Linked DNA regions of Mus musculus: regions 1, 2, 3 and 5 are each linked to region 4. A link is a contact called in public promoter capture Hi-C data. All regions are on one chromosome and are shown on one strand. Each heading gives the region's core, a stretch centred on a gene start, on an enhancer-like site or on the middle of the called end of the contact. The rest is flanking DNA. Distances are from core to core; before and after follow the strand shown.

What was found. Promoter capture Hi-C pulls out the DNA fragments that hold promoters and counts their contacts.
Region 1: a contact with region 4 is called in a promoter capture Hi-C map of pre-B cells, with 4 times the contacts expected there. The contact joins the promoter of Elp6 here to the promoter of Pfkfb4 in region 4. A contact is called at or near these places in 10 of 39 promoter capture datasets (the 3T3-L1 cell line, 3T3-L1-derived adipocytes, the C10 cell line and 7 more), 1 of 15 datasets of contacts at CTCF or cohesin (embryonic stem cells), 4 of 484 Hi-C or Micro-C datasets (the Ba/F3 cell line, CD4 T cells, embryonic stem cells and 1 more), 4 of 115 datasets of contacts at active chromatin or transcription factors (T-cell acute lymphoblastic leukemia, astrocytes and embryonic stem cells) and 1 of 9 other capture datasets (embryonic stem cells).
Region 2: a contact with region 4 is called in a promoter capture Hi-C map of pre-B cells, with 2.6 times the contacts expected there. The contact joins the promoter of Mon1a here to the promoter of Pfkfb4 in region 4. A contact is called at or near these places in 2 of 39 promoter capture datasets (liver and pre-B cells).
Region 3: a contact with region 4 is called in a promoter capture Hi-C map of HPC-7-derived erythroid cells, with 8 times the contacts expected there. The contact joins the enhancer-like site here to the promoter of Pfkfb4 in region 4. A contact is called at or near these places in 8 of 39 promoter capture datasets (the 3T3-L1 cell line, HPC-7-derived erythroid cells, cranial neural crest and 4 more), 1 of 15 datasets of contacts at CTCF or cohesin (large pre-B cells), 1 of 484 Hi-C or Micro-C datasets (pre-B cells), 1 of 115 datasets of contacts at active chromatin or transcription factors (astrocytes) and 1 of 9 other capture datasets (embryonic stem cells).
Region 5: a contact with region 4 is called in a promoter capture Hi-C map of 3T3-L1-derived adipocytes, with 2.8 times the contacts expected there. The contact joins the promoter of Scap here to the promoter of Pfkfb4 in region 4. A contact is called at or near these places in 7 of 39 promoter capture datasets (the 3T3-L1 cell line, 3T3-L1-derived adipocytes, cranial neural crest and 3 more) and 1 of 9 other capture datasets (embryonic stem cells).

Annotation. Positions count from the first base shown.
Region 1 is chr9:110,303,236-110,306,579 of GRCm38.p6, forward strand. It overlaps Elp6 (elongator acetyltransferase complex subunit 6), which reads left to right and starts at 1,957. Exons shown (of 7, transcript NM_001081381.1): 1 at 1,957-2,114. The coding sequence starts at 2,061.
Region 2 is chr9:107,886,661-107,889,747 of GRCm38.p6, forward strand. It overlaps Mon1a (MON1 homolog A, secretory traffciking associated), which reads left to right and starts at 1,469. Exons shown (of 6, transcript NM_028369.3): 1 at 1,469-1,742.
Region 3 is chr9:110,079,867-110,083,032 of GRCm38.p6, forward strand. Map4 (microtubule-associated protein 4) reads left to right here. Exons shown (of 19, transcript NM_001205330.1): 17 at 1-27; 18 at 1,555-1,744; 19 at 1,869-3,166. The coding sequence ends at 1,876. Among named protein-coding and RNA genes, the nearest start is that of Dhx30, 36 kb to the right of the region's middle. Within about 2 kb of position 1,390, at least 37 of the 459 cell types and tissues checked have an H3K27ac peak or open chromatin away from gene starts, as enhancers often do.
Region 4 is chr9:108,990,441-108,993,592 of GRCm38.p6, forward strand. Pfkfb4 (6-phosphofructo-2-kinase/fructose-2,6-biphosphatase 4) reads left to right here and starts at 1,462. Exons shown (of 14, transcript NM_173019.5): 1 at 1,462-1,672. The coding sequence starts at 1,576.
Region 5 is chr9:110,332,060-110,334,951 of GRCm38.p6, forward strand. Scap (SREBF chaperone) reads left to right here and starts at 1,297. Exons shown (of 23, transcript NM_001001144.3): 1 at 1,297-1,446.

The sequences.
Region 1 (3,344 bases), core at 707-3,206, 1.3 Mb after region 4:
GGCCAGAAGAAGACACTCAAACACCTGGAACGGGGATGACAGACAGATGTGAGCTGCCATGTGGGTATTGGGAATTGAACCTGGGTCCTTTGGAAGAGTAAACAGTGCTCTTAATTGCTGAGCCATCTCTCCAGCCCCAATCACAATTTCTTAGTGAAGGTACCTCTGACAACTACCTTAATTTCAAATCTCTATCCAGTCTTGCTTTTCTCTACAGTACCTACAGAGATCGGGTGCAGTTGTATTTCCTTTTATTCCTTTCTAATTATGCCTTTTGAGTTTATAATTATACCATCCCCCTTCCCGTTTCTCCCTCCATATCCCTCTCCTGGCTCTCTTTCACATTCATGGCCGATTTTTTTTCATTGTTTTTACATAACTGTATGTTTCTGTATATAACCTCTGTATATTTCATTATTTCATTTACTTGTTTATTTGTTGTGTTTTTGTTTTGTTTTGTTTTTGTTTTTCTGTATAGATCTGGCTGTCCTAGAATTTGATCTGTAGATCAGGCTGGTCTCGAATTCAGAGATCTGACTGCTTCTGTTTCTTTTTTTTTTTTTAAAGATTTATTTATTATTATATGTAAGTACACTGTAGCTGTCTTCAGACACACCAGAAGAGGGAGTCAGATCTTGTTATAGATGGTTGTGAGCCACCATGTGGTTGCTGGGATTTGAACTCTGGACCTTCAGAAGAGCAGTCGGGTGCTCTTACCCACTGAGCCATCTCACCAGCCCTGCTTCTGTTTCTTAAGTGCTGAAATTAAAGGTATGTGCCACCACCACTAGCTTATATTTCTTTCTTCCTCTTCTTCCTCCTCCTCCTCTTTTTTGTTTGTTTGCTTGCTTGTTTTTTCGAGATGGGGTTTCTGTGTTCGCCTGGCTAGCCTGGATTCACTTTGTAGACCAGGATGGCCTCATACTGCCAGAGATCTGCCTGCCTCTGCCTCCTGAACACTAGGATTAAAGGTGTGCCCCATAACGCCCAGTTCCATTATTTTTATTTTTTAGAGGTAGTTTCACAAAGCTCAGACTTGCTGGCAACCCTCCTGCCTAAGCCTCCTGACAGCTGAGATCACAGATGTTGGCAGCATGCTTTTTATGTTGTTTTTGATGCTAGGAAAGAACTCTTCAACTGACCTGTATCCCTCTGACTTTTCTTTTTTGTTCTTTTATTGTTTTAGCAGAAGGCCGAGGAGGGCCTTGCTTATTTAAAATAAAACTATGCATACGTTTTGATGGTATGTATAGGTGCACCACTTCTATGCTTGGTACCCTTGGAGGCCAGAAGAGGCTATCAGATTCCCTGGGACTGTAGTTACAGAGGGTTATAAGTTGCCAAGTGGATAATGAGAATCAAATTAGGGTCCTCTAAAATCTTCTGAGTCCCCTTAAATTTTTTTGTGTATATTGTGTGTGCATGTGCTGCAGAGCCCAGAAGAGGGCGTCGGGTCCCCTGGAGCTGGAGTTACAAGTAGAGCAACCCAATGTGGGTGGTCTTCAGAGGGAGGAAGAAGAGCGTTTATTCCCTGAGCCATCTCTTTGGCCTCCTGGCTTCTGCTTTATACAAAAAGCTCTTCAGGATGTAATTCTGTGCTAGTAAGGTTTGTTCTCTCTTTTTGCGAAGATCCTGCAAACATTTCTCTATGTGTTCCATGTATCTAGCCCAAGTTTGTGAGCAATACACTAGGAAGACGTGGAGCAACTAAGACCCGGAGGTGCGGAGGGAGGGGGAGCAACGGAAAGAGAAAGCTCGCCTGCTCGTGCTAAATCGTGAGGGAGCACCAGCACTGTGTGGACCCGCACCTACTGAGAGCAGCACAATGGTCCATTGCCCGAATGAGAGATCGCTCTAAGGCTCAGCTTTACGAGCATACGTGCTCACGCGCTTGCGCAGCAGCAGCAGCAGCATCACAACCCCAAGCCTGATTGGCTGACTCGAGTCCGGCAGCGAGATCACGCATGCGCGCTTTCTCGCGCTCGCGAGCACGGTCTTGTGGGTGCTGTTCTTGGACCTTCATTCTTTCTGTAGAACCATAATTTTTATCCCAGTTCACGATGTTTCCGGAACTCAACAACCTTCTCAGCACCACCCCAGACAAGACCGAGCAGGTAAGATGTCGTGCGGACCGGAAGAGGGCAGGTCCCGGGAGCGTGCAGGATTGCATCCGGGACGCTGCGCGGTGGAGTAGGCGCGTCTGCCGTAAACCGAGGGCATCTGGGAGTTGTAGTCTGGAGAGGGCTCGCCGAGGCTGCAGTCGCATTCCTGGGCCTTTGGAAGATGGGTTTCTGGACTATCTTGCGTGTTCGCTTCCAGCCCCAGGACCATGTGCTCCGTGCCACACTGGCGCCCAAAGATGGTTGCAGAGCAGGCCCTAGAGGAGATCCTTTTATCTGTCCTGAATCTCCTTCCACCATGGAACATTTTACAGGTTGCACGGAACACTGCTTGCACTCTTCCTAGTTCTGATGATATCTGGTTGCAAAAAGGCCTCAGCATATTCCATCCCCTCTGTTTTTCCCAACCTCCTCACTCTCCATGGAACCTCGAAATGTCTTTCACATTTTCACTTAGGGGTTACCTCTCCCAGGAGTATATCTGTTTTATTCTGTAATTTGCAGCAAACACACCACATATGGAAAGCTTTAAATAGATCTTGTGGATTTTGGTTGTTTGGTTGCTTATTTGTTTTTTTTGTTTTTTGAGACAGGGTTTCTCTGTGTAGCTCTGGCTGTCCTGGAACTCACTCTGTAGACCAGGCTAGGCCTTGAACTCAAGAAATCTGCCTGTCTCTGCCTCCCAAGTGCTGGGATCAAAGGCGTGTGCCACCACTGCCCTGCGATCCTTCTGGGTTTTATTTGCCTAACAGTTCTTGACTGTTCAGACCTCCAGTTCTGACTACTTTTCTAGTTGCTAGGGCATTTCCCAGGTCCAGAGTGACAGCAGGAAGTGACCACTTTGGGTGGGAAATGTGTTTCAAGGCCAGGCAGTGTGATTTGGCATTTTATATTGGGGGGAGGGAGGAGAGGGACACAGCTGAAACCCAGAGGCATTGGACAGGTTTTCCCTAGGTTGGTACAGCATTGAGGTGGTGTGTGACAGCCCTTGGTCCCAATGTTGTCTGTTACTTACAGAACTACAGCAGGTAGTTAGGCAATGCAGAGACCATCTTCATAGGGCTTTCCAGCGATTGCTGTGATAAGAGTCCCGTCTGAACCACAGTCACTGGGAGATCTTTGTCATCAGAGGCCTTGTCAAGAATTGGGCCAGGGGATAGAACAGTGGATATAGGGCTTGGCACCAAGTATAGAAGTGGAATTTGGGTTCCAAGAACCCACGTC
Region 2 (3,087 bases), core at 219-2,718, 1.1 Mb before region 4:
ATTCCCATACATATTTGCACATACATGAACACAGAACATACATATGCACACAAAAGAAGACCTCGAACTCAGAAATCTGCCTGCCTCTGCCTCCCAAGTGCTGGGATTAAAGGGGTGAGCCATCACCGCCCTGCTCAAAAATTCTTACTTTAGACTCGTATAGTGAAATAATATGAAATGAAGTATATAGGGAAAACTTGTATAAATTATATTTGCTTCAAGGTAGGAACCTGGAAGCCAGAGCAAGCAAAGAGAGGAAATCCTGAAAGACCTATGGAGACTTGGAGAAGTTCCACTCCCCTTCTCAGTCTCCACTGCAAAGGAACGAACTCCCTCTCACATGGGACGCTTCCCTTACCCAGCATTTAAGGGTCTGGTAACCCTGTGGAAACTATCTCCAGGAAAAGGTCACAGGTTGTCATCATGTCAGTCACACATATGCCAGTATTATGGAGCCAGATTTCAAATTTGCATGGGAGAGAGGGAGGGAGGGAGAGAGAGAGAGAAAGAGAGAGAGAGAGCACACATATGCCAGTATTATGGAGCCAGATTTCAAATTCGCATGGGAGAGAGGGAGGGAGGGAGGGAGAGAGAGAGAGAGAGAGAGAGAGAGAGAGAGAGAGAGAGAGAAGAGAAGAGAGAGAAGAGAGAGATCCCCAACTTCTCCGACCTCCTTAGGGAGCCTGTCAAACTGCAAGGAAAAGTCAGAGGTTTTTGACTTTGTCCTTTATCTCAGAACTATTGGGATGACTAACCATGAAGCTTGAAAAGTAAGCAAATTGCTTCAGATAAAATATAAGTAATACTAGCCATTCCCTAATTTTGCTTCTTCAAACTATTCACCAGAAATAAGGGCTGCTGGGAAAACTTGTTTTCCTGTTTTTATTACTTTGTGTCTAGGAAATTATAAGCAGTGGTTCCTTGCCCTTAGAAATCACCCAGGAGCTTTTTCAAACAACTCCGATGCCTCGTACCTCACATTCATCCCATTAAGTAAAAATCTATAGGATAGTGTCCAGGCATTAATGTTTTTTTAAAAGCTCCCCGGGTCAGTTTATGTGAATTGTTGAGAATTGTGCTTTCTATTGCCTTAAAATAATATACTGTGACCAGACTTAAGGTCTTTTTAAGCAACAATTTTTGAGTCTTTTCAACACGTCCGCGTCTTGTACAGTCTATGTGGTTGTGCTCACTAGTGGCATTTATCCAGCTCCCTAAACTTATCATCTTTCCATGATCGGTGGGGAAATACTGACGTTCGTTCTGGTCCCTTAAAGTAAACATCTAGTGGGTGTTTGGGGGGAAGGGTAGAGGACCCGCCTCTAAGACACGGAAGAAGGCGGTGCCAGGTGAGGCAACCCGGGTCCTAGGTCAGACCCCGCCTCTGGCATCGCCAGGCTCGGGAGCCCGGAACCGCTCCCGCAGCTTTAAGGCTGCGGAGAGTTACGGACTACATTTCCCACAATGCACACAGGGGCGGGCTGGGGCTGGCCAAGAGGCTGGAACCGGGCCTCCGCCACCAGAGGCCGGTGAAAGCTGTCTTCCTGCGCCGGTGGCCGGTTAAGGGTCGGCAGGAGAGATCGGTTCCTCCGCTGTGGCCATGTCTGTATCCTCCAGGGGCGGTAGCCCCGCGAAGTTGCACTCTGAGGCCAGGCACTGCTGGACACTTATATCTCCCCAGGGGTCTGGCAGAGGGCAGTGACTGGTACCCTCGGTAGGTCCTGTGTTTCCCCAAGAAACAGGTGAGTTCGACTGCTAACCCACGTGGCCTGGGGGCGGCGAGAGGCGGGCAAGCTGTCATCTTTAGAGGGAGGGGCTTGAAAACTAGGGGGGGGGGGTGTCCCGGCCATCTACTGCCCCGATAGGGGTACTGCGGCTCTTTGGGGTCCTTTAGCCGGCTGGTCCCAGCTAGGCACTAAGAAAGATGAGGCGAGAACTCATCCTTTGGCCGGGAGAGCAATGTCCCATAGGCAGCAGACACCAACCCCCAATTCGGACATATTCGGCCCACAGAGTTCTCTTTAAAAGGAGGATGGTGGAGCGAGGCAGGCAGGTCTGAAAGGGTGAGCCAACCCTTTCTAGGTAGAGTTTGCTTGGGAACTGTGAGCAGCCTTTGTCAGGAAGGGGAGTGGCCTCTAGAGGTGACAAGGAACTAGGCTCATTGTAGATCCTGGAGGCATCCTGCTGAAGCAGCCACATCACAGTCCCAATTGAGCCCTGACTGTCAGACTTTCTGAGTCGTCCTCCCAAGTGGACCAAAGGGGTCAAGATCAAATTTGAAGCGCTGTTAGAACAGGAAAAAAGATCAAGGTTGTTTGAAGCTAGTAAGGAGGGGCTTTTGCAAGACCCTCCTCTCTCAGGAGCAATCTGAAGGAGGGAGGCGCATTGGAAGGAGGGACAGCATCAGCTTTTTGTTTGTTTGTTTGTTTTTGTTCTTGGTGATTTTGTTCATAGGCTCTGCTAGAGGCTTCTAGGAAAAGTTGCATGCCCTGGGAGCACTTAGAGGAACTGCCTAAAAAGTGTTCCTGTAGAGACCACTGGAGCTGTTCTCAGACACCTCCCTTGCATAACGGCTCAGGACCAGCTTTTCCAGGAGCACTTGCTGCAGAAATCAAAGTCTATTGGAGGTGGGAGGTGGGCTTTATCTGCTCCACTCAGCCTTCTTGCCTGAGTGTGTGGGTATCCAGAAAACGGTTCGCTTCACCAGGCCTTCTGGTTGGAACCCCAGACTGACCTTGGAGAGGATAAAAATGCTATATGATCTCACATAGAAGGAGAACTTTTGTGGAAAAAAAAAAAAAAAAAAGCACCGGCTAGCTCTAGACAGCTGGCCCTGCTCCGTTCCCTGTGCAGGTCCTATGCTGGGGACACTCAGGAACACTGGATTTATTTAACCCTCAGAAGCACAAAAAGTGTCCTGAAGGAGCATGTTGTCAGGACGGCATAGCTGGTGTAGAACTTGTTTGGAGTTTGAAGGCAGAAGTACAAAGCCACAGAGAGGGCATTGTGCAGACCTAGGAGGTAGATAAATTTGGGAGAGATAGCTAGAAGCAGCTGAGAACTGGCAACCTGGCTCTGCAACTGCAG
Region 3 (3,166 bases), core at 140-2,639, 1.1 Mb after region 4:
CACTTGCCTGCAGGAGGTGCCGTGAAGGTAGTGAGTGAACCACCAGTACGCAGCTAGAGTAGTGTGTCTCCGTTGCAGTTGGAGTGGGGCTTAGTGGGCCTGTCACCGCCCCTCAGTTTCTTCAGGAGTCACATGTTCTTCGTGCCATTGCTGTCTCCATTTCCACTGTTAGTCCAAAGGGAGTCAAAGAGCCCCAGCCACCTCAGCTTGTGGCAGAATCTGCCCCCGAGAGCTGTGACCTGCCTCATTGGGCCCATCCCATCCATTTCTGAGGGAATGTAGGTTGGAACACAAATGACAAGCAAGCTGGGCCTTGCAATTCCTTGACTGTCAGTTTCAGCTGCTAGGGACGGGCTGCTGGGGCTGTCCTGGCCAGACTCTGGAAGAGCATGAGAGTACAGGCGAACTTCTTCCATATCTGACATTGGCTGGGCCTCTCCTCTTTGATCCCTCTCTTCTTTCCTCCTCCCTCCTCTTCCCTTCCACCTCGTTCCACAGTACCGTGAGACCTTTTGTGTGCCAAGATCCCATTTATCCTTCATTCTGTGTCGGGGCAGCCGGGGAGGCCCATGCAGGTTGCAGTTTACAGACTCCCAGGCATGAAGCTGCTGCTGATTTTCAGGGAAAGTGATCAGGGACCTTCCCTCTGTGCCTGCTCACTGTGCTGGCCATTCTGCTGCTTTCCTGTCCTGTCCTCTGGTTCCAGGTCTGACTCCACTTCAGAGACCATTTTAGGGCTCTTTGCTCTTAGAGTTTTGATCCTCTGGGACTTGAGAATATCATCCTTCAGTCTTGTCTAAAAGGGGACATTACAGATTTGGTGTCTTGTTCATGACATCAGGAAGTGATTGCAGCTTAAGATTCTCACTCAGATTTTCTATGCCAAGTTTTGTATTACTTTTTTTCACTTCATCAATGTCTGTCTCTACTCTTGCCTGGTGGGTTTTCCAGGACATGAGTCTAGCTCATAAAAGCTCCCACTGTTGTTGTATGCTTGACCCATGCTGCAGGTCCAATGTCCTTCTGTTGAGCTCCACAAGGTTTCCCCGTAATGTTCCTGGATCACACCTCTTTGAATACCTTATTTTGCTTCCTCTGTCCACAGGCTCTAGAATGATGTCCACATAAAAGATGCTCTCCCGTGAGGGGACCTTACTTCACGGATGAGCAGGCAGGGAGCCTACTTAGTTACCAAAAGCCCTTCCAAAGCAATGGGTGTGCCTGGCAAGGAGCACCTCTACTTTCCAGCCAAGTGTAGACCTCTGCTATATGCTCTTTAGAGTTACTGTTGTTGTAGCTATTTTTAATTTGGTATCAATCTTGGTGAGAGTCACAGAGTTCCATAATGAGATTCCCAAGAGTGGCATTAGCCCAGCAACTCAGTGTTGGGCTGATGAGTCAGTGTTGGGGGAAGAGAAGCAAAGGCCAGATATAGAGCTGGGTTGCTGGGGGGTGTGCGGGGTGGGAAGGCTATACAGGAAACTCACCACCATCACCCCATTCCACTCCCTCCCCAACTGACCCTTCACTGTCTCCCCCACTGTTTCATTGTAGACTGAGGGCGGTGGCAGTGAGGCCCTTCCGTGTCCAGGCCCCCCCGCTGGGGAGGAGCCAGTCATCCCTGAGGCTGCGCCTGACGCTGGCGCCCCTACTTCAGCCAGTGGCCTCAGTGGCCACACCACCCTGTCAGGGGGTGGTGACCAAAGGGAGCCCCAGACCTTGGACAGCCAGATCCAGGAGACAAGTAAGTGGCTGGGCTTGGCCTAAGGGCCAGCCAGGGGCCCTGTCACTGGCTGAAAATTGAAGCTCCTTTGTTTTATGACTGGAGTATGGCCTAAATTTTAACAAAGTAACCTTTTATCTTCCAGGCATCTAATGATGACATTCTGGTCTCGTCTTCCATCTCCCCTGTGTTCCCTCTCTTGTCTCCCCCCCTTGTTACCCTCTCCCATCCCTCCTCACGTGTCACTGCAGATTGAGACCTACAGGCTGACGTTCCGGGCAAATGCCAGGGCCCGCACCGACCATGGGGCTGACATTGTCTCCCGGCCTCCCCACTTCCCTGGTGGCCCAAGCTTGGGGTCTCGAGCCCTGGGCTCCTTTTCCCGGGCTGTCTACTAGACTTGTAAGCTCTTGGGTGCTGGGCAGCCCCTTTAGGCCTCCCTCCCTCCTGCCTCGCTTGCTCAAGGCAGCAGCAGCCCCACTCGCTGCCATTACACCTCCTTCCACCCCTTTCTGGGCCAACTCCAACTTCACTATCTCACCACTTCACCACTGCACCACGGAGAAAGTTGGGCGGGGACGGGAGTCCAGTGGGATCTCTGTGGGATCTAGGGGTGAGGAGCTGGATTCCAGCCTTGGCTGTTTGGTTTTTTTGGACCAAACCCAAAAGAAACTGACAAACCTCTCTTCCCTGGCTCAACCTGGAGGGACTGGTAAAGGTGAACTCCACGTGGAGACCAGCACCGACTGAATCCCTGGAACCTAAACCACTCCTTGACCCCACGGGGTGGAAGCCACCATTTGGTGGTACCAGGCCCTTTTGCTGCCTCACCTCAAGTTAGTCAAGGATCAGTCCTCCTTGTCCCCACGACTTATCGTACCTGAGTAGCTGCTGTCTCACTTTTTTATTCTTTCCTCTCCCAATAACCTATGAACTGGTGGTGTAGTTTGCAGGCTGAAGCCATGTCTAAATGAGAGTTCTTGGTAGGTGGTGAGGGAAGTGGGGAAGGAGATCCCGAGTCTCCACTGAGGAGGCTGTCAGATATTGGCGGGGGTTGCCCTACTCTGGGCAGCTTGGGCCCTGCAGGAAGAAGTGAAGTCAGACAGCTAGGGTGGGTCAGTGTGGCTGATTGTGTTGGTATTGTGTGTATGCTGCTTTTCTAACCAAGAGGCTGGTTTTGGCATCTATCTCATTCCCTGGGAATGCGGTGGTTAAATGTGTGATACAAAATCAGGGCTGGAGAAACAGAAATGAAGGTCAAAATCGCTGGCCTGTACCTACAGGCCATAGCACCCAAATCCTCATATCTAGGGGAGCCTGAAATGTCCAGAACGCTTGTGAACAGTGGGGAATCAGGTGTGAAAATTTAAAACTAAAATGCATGAGACTGAGGCCATCCAGTCTTCTGGTGTGGCGGGAGAGGTGGAGCCATGGTGGTGCAGC
Region 4 (3,152 bases), core at 212-2,711:
GCAGGAAACCTGCCAGGGGTTTGGTGGAGGGCATCACTAGAGGGTAGTGAGATCGAGATTCAAACCCTGTTGCTGGGGCCTGCACAGAAAATATACAGTTTGGAGAGGCGGGGCTGAGCAGAAAGAAGAGGCCTGAGCTTTCTGGAGACTGGTGGGGGTCAAACGCAGAAGAGTGACTTCCGAACACCACCCCTCACTGGCCTCTAAGGGGTCATGTTCACTGGGGGTCGCCCAGCTGGAGAATTCGTTCATATGGTACCACTTTAGCCCTTAAGCCTGAGCTGCCAGCCCTGGCCCTGGGCCCTTGTCCCAGTACATTTTCAAAGGCAGAGAGGGAGGTAATATAATGAATGAGAACGCCCACATGTTTTTAAACAGATTTCTGAGGCTGACACATTTAATCTGTACCACAGTCTTGTAAAATTGATGACGTCTGCATCTCATTTTCCTGATGAAGAGACAGAAGCTCGTTAAAAAAAAAATTCATTATTAAAACACTAATTGGGGCTGGGGTTAGCTTACTTAGCATACACAAAGCCTTAGGTTCTCTAGGTTCGATTCCCTGCATAAACTCTGTGGAAACACTGGAGCTTGGAAGGTGAAAGCAAGATGAGCAGAAGTTCAAGGTTATCCTCAGCTACACATTAAGTTCCAGGACAGCCTGGCAACATGAAACCAGCCCTTCTTCTCCCCCCCAAAAGAAAGAAAAACCAAACAGCAATAAAATTATAATTGGTAAAATATAAATCCTGGGAAGAAAATCAGAATACTGCTTAGTGAGACCCCAAACAGCTTGTTCATATATTTCAGAGATTTAGCCTAAATTCCCCAGCAGCCAGGCCAAAACATGGTCGATTTTGAGATGTATTCTGTGTTTATGTCCCTAAGAGAAGGGAACTTTTTCTGTGTGGTTGAACAAGTTGTTCTTGTGGACCCGGGAAGTTTCAAGGCTAAAAGCAACCGAGGAGGAACGAAGAAGGTCCAGGAGGGCGCAGCGGTGGTTGACTTCCAGGGCAGCAAGTCAGTCATTAGAGCCATTCAGGGACAAGTGCCACGCTGGTCCAGACTATCCGGCTCTGAGGATCACGCAGGCCTGCTCAGCTTCTCCGTACCCTTCTCAGTAGGCGACTGTGAGGTCACATTTCTCAAGGGAGTAAGAGGCCACACAAGCTTTGGGGCAGGGCTGCAGCACCCTGGGCGGGACCATGAGTGGGGCCTATGCATATAAGAACAATCTGGTTGAGTACAGTAAACTTCACATCCGGGGCGGGGTCTGCATAATCCGGGTGTCAAAGGTAGCTAGTATTGAGCATGCGCGTTATCAACTCTGGTTTGACGGATGGGGCGTGCTTAGTCCAAAAGAAGCTATAGTAAAATTGGGCATGCGTAGTCGTAGGCCAGTGCCTCTTTAGTTTGGGTGGAGCCTATTAGTTCTGGGGCGGGCCTGCGAGAAGATTGACAAGAGTTGGAGCCGCTAGAGGGTGGGCGGGGCCGGAGGGGCGGGACCTCGGGTGGCCCGAGGTGGCCCGGTTGCTGGGTGAGTAGCAGCGCAGTCCGATTCATCCCAGCCCAGGGATGGCGTCTCCACGGGAACTGACCCAGAATCCCCTGAAGAAGATCTGGATGCCGTACAGCAATGGCAGGCCCGCTCTGCACGCCAGCCAGCGTGGTGGTAAGACCGGGGTCCTAAAGGAGAGAGAGAAGGTGAACCCTGATGGGTGGGTAGACGGCCTAGACGAGGGTCTCGAGTGAAAAGGCAGGAGACTGGTAGAGAAGCAGGCACCGGTGAGGCTATTGTAACTGGTGGGCGGAGTCGGGGACAGGTGAGAGGCTGAGAACAGGTGAGCGGGAGTGACCGTGGTACCGTGACAGTGGCCCGCAGAAGTGTGGTGAAGCAGGAGTGGGGACAGATGTGAGGGGACATCTCAGTCTGTTGGAGACTGGGTCTGACCCAGTGGATAGGCACCGACCCGAGCTGTTTCCAGTGCCTGTGTATAGAAGAGGACTTCGTTTGTGGCCGTGGCTCTTTACTCTCTCCTGGCCACAGAGTGGGCTAGCGGGAAGTCTGGCTGGAAACTGAGTTGTGTAGCTCCAGACAAGGCAGTTGGCTTCTTTGAGCTGAGAACTTTTGAAAGCCTAGCCATGGGCTAGTTAGTAGTCCTCAGGTACCCCTTGGTTTTAATGCCAAAGTTTTAGAGGAACTTTGGGGGAGTACAGTTGTCAAGATTTGGACAGTGGGAACGGCACACCATATGGACCTATATCTGTGCCCCTGGATGTGGAAGCACCCACTTGAGTTCACTGTTAAATAACTGCACAGGAGAGTCAAACATCAAAGAACTATGCTGGAATTTGTGAATTGCGAAGTGACTTACCTCTTCTGGGATCCTGAGTGTTCTCATCTACTTCCTTGGCTTTTCTGTTTGTTCTTGAACGAGTCTGTAATTTTTTATTGACAGGGAAAAGAAAAAAATTGTTTTATAAGTAACTCAAATATTGTAATGAATTTGCAGCTTGGCAAAGACCTCAGAGAACATCTCGTACAACTGGTGGCGCAGATATGGAAATGGAGATCAGGCTGTTGTGTGATGTGCCAGGGTCTCCGTGCATTCCTAAAGGCTGCTGTGTGTGATAAGGGAGGGGAGGGTCCTCTACGCTTCTGTGGCCAAGGCCAGCCTGAGGCCACGACTTTGACCATTACCATAATGAGAGGGGTTGGGAGTGGGGAAGGCGTGTGTTATATGATCATGACTTGGGTCCTCCTAGAATGGCAGTAGTTCAGAAGCAGACTGTGTTCCTGTGGGTGGTGGCTCTGACCACAGTATGGGTACTGGTGGAGCCATAGCTGTGCAGACAGACACATTCTGAGTCCTCAGGGGCTGTGGATTTAGCCTGGCCAGCTTCCAAAAGGAAGAATTAATCAGAAGCTCCTTGCCAGTCTATTAGGACAGCCGTCCAGACCAGAGGGTGGCTGCCCCCGTTACAGAAGGGCAGGGACCTGGACTTTGGGGACAGTAACGCTCAAGCCACATCCTGGACCAGCTGTGTGATCTTGGACAAGGAGCCAACCCTTAGACCTCAGCCTAGGATGAGACCATTGTCATTTTTGCCTCTAACAAGTAAATACTTGAAAATTGGAAGCAAGCTGGGTG
Region 5 (2,892 bases), core at 47-2,546, 1.3 Mb after region 4:
TCCTCTAACCCTGCGTGGGATATGAGTCATCCCCAGAGCTCTGGCTTTCCCCGAATAAAGCCTCATGTGGTTTGCATCAAGCTTGGTCTATCGTGAGTTCTTGGGTGTCTGCTATTATCCTGAGGCCTGAGCGAGAGGCTCCTCTGGGGAGTCTTTCACCACCACTGCCAGTTTGCTGGGGGTTAAGGCTCATATTCAAGGCTGGGCAAGCAGTATATCAACTGAGTTACATCTCTACCAGAAACCTGCTTTATAGAATAACCCTATTCCAAAGGCTGAAGTGGCCACCTCTGATTTGTTTTGCACGGTGACTATACTTATATTTTCTCTTCCCCCACCACTGGTGCCCTTGAGGGCAGGTACAGGGTCTGTTCTACCTTAGTATGCCTTGGGGGTGAGCAAGAGTGACACGAAAGAAGTATGTTTAAGGTAGCAAGATGGGGGCAGGTGGCCACTCTGACCTGTGACACTCAGAGAGTCAAGACATTGGTAGTGTGGTTGAGATCTCTCCACAGGCAGGCCTGAGGACAAATGGAAACATAGCAACCAGGGTTGGTGCTGTTGCTGAGTGTCTGGAACCTCACTTTCCCCAAGGCCAAATGAGAGAACACACACCATATGCTTAACTCAGCATTTACCAGAGCAGTCACTCAGCATAATCCGTTACATGTGCAAGTCGACTGGTGGCAGTTCAGAAGGTGGAAGAGACTCAGACACCCATAGTTCCTCTACGTGGGAATAAACACTGAGTATATATCTTCCACTTTACCCTATGCATTGTATTTTTAACAAAAATGGAATCCTAACACCAGCTTGGTTTTGAACTAGCTTTCATTATAAGTGCTCATTTAACATCCTTGGTGTTGGAGGCTCCTATACCTAGTTCATCAACTGAATACACTTGCTATTTAGCTCAGTTGCTTCTAATTCCCTGGTTTGTTTTTCTTTTTGATGCTGCTGTGGATCAAACCCAGGGCCCCTAGCGTCTCAGGCAAGCTCTCTACCACTGAGCCATACACCCAGCCCCGCTTCTAATCCTTTGGCACTATAAAGCATGGAACACGAGCTCTTGTGCATGTTCTCAATCACTTCCCAGGACAGTGATGCTGTCAAAACTCTGAAGTGCTACTAGCCACCTTTTTCCAGGCCACAGGCAACTCCAGTACTTCCTCTCGCAGTTGTGTGGCAGGGGACCACCAGGGGGCGAACCCGAGCCGTTGGCAGTGCCAGACTACGCATGCGCACGCCGCCGGGAGCACGTGTGGAGGGCGGCGGAGCGGGAGGGGAAAGGTAGGAGTTGAGAGGTGAAGGGGCGGGGAGCTGCGCGGGCGCCGGGCGGCCGGGAGGGAGAGGGCGGGCTCCAAACACCGGACCGCGGGCCAGGAGCGCGCAGGCCGTTCTCCGCCGCTCGGTCGCCGCCGCCCGGGAGCTGCCTCGCTGCCACAGGTACCTCAGCGCGCGTCTGCACGGTGCGGCTGGGCCCCGGCGCCGGCCTCGCGCCGCTCGTGCCCGGGAGTTCCGGGATGCGGGCGAGCCCGGGCAGGGGCGCGCGGGCGTGGGCGCTGTCCAGCAGCCCGAGGCGCGGCTCCGGAGACCGCAGTCTGGAGCTGGGGGCCGGACGGTCTCGCGTCCCCCTTCCCGACCGCGCCCCCGCCCGGGCCGAGCTGCCTGGGTCGCGATGGGTTCAGGCTGAGTGAGCTCAGGCAGGTAGGCTCGCCGCTGGATCCTGCTTTGGGGTTGTCTGGGGTTGTCTGGGTGAGGGCTAGACCCTGTGACTCAGTCCTGCCTCTTTCCGAAGATCCGATAGCCAGGCAACATGTAGATTCTCTGCTGGGAGTGCTCGGTTTCTGGTTTTATGTGTTGCTTAAACCTAAACTTTGCTCGCTTATGTTGCTTATGTTTACTTCCAGGTGGTTTTGTTGCATCAGGGTTATAATGGGATAGCGCTAGCTGCAGCGAGTCCCGGGTCCACACTGCATCTCAGAAAGTTGTGCAGATGGTGGCGATGAAGAGGAGGGCAGTGAGCCACAGGTGGCGGCGGGTGAGGGGTGGGAGTGGGAGTGGGGTCCTGGAGGTAGTCTTCCTTAGTTTAGCTTATTTATCTCTTATGGTGACGGAAGCGATGAATAAATAAGTTCATGATGATCTTGTAGTAATTCTTGTGAAGTCGACATAGGAACAGTCTTTAATGATGCGTTTGGGTGCGTTTGTAGAGTTTGCTTATGCAGTGTGCAGCCATCTCAAGGTGTGCTAAACATTAAAGCTTTTCTTAGAGTCAGGATCAAGTGTATCTAGTTAGTGCTGAATGCATTTTAGGTGTAACCTGTGTGATGCTCAAGTGAAGATTGTATGTTATGAAGTATATGCTAATGTATTTCAAATCTAAAGGCTTTTTATATATTTGCAGCGTTTCTGCTTGGCAAATATTTTGTTTGTATTGTTTTTTTAACGACCAACAGGAAATACAAGTATAAACATTATTCCTATACTCATTATTAAGTTACTTGGGGACGTGTGCCTAGGGCATTGGTCTGCCACTGAGTAACACCTGTGGCTTTTTATTTTGAGTTGGGCTTCATTGCCCAGGCTGACCACAAAGTTTCATCCTCCTGCCTCGGTTTCCTGAATATGTGGGATAGCAGATGTGTGTGCTCCTGCTCCTGCTCGGCACTCATTCTTTGGTCAGGTTGAAAAGCAAGAACTGGCTTCCCCTTACTTGAAACTCCGTTGTTGTTGAATACTCTCTTGTTACTGTGTGTGTGGGGGGGGGGGGGCGGGTGGGAAGTACCTCTCCAGATGTTTCCATGTGCTTTAAAAGTCACGGTTTGGGAACCCTACCACCCATTTAGATTACTGTCCTGAGATGGGCACAAAACCTTTACTCTTAGTTTG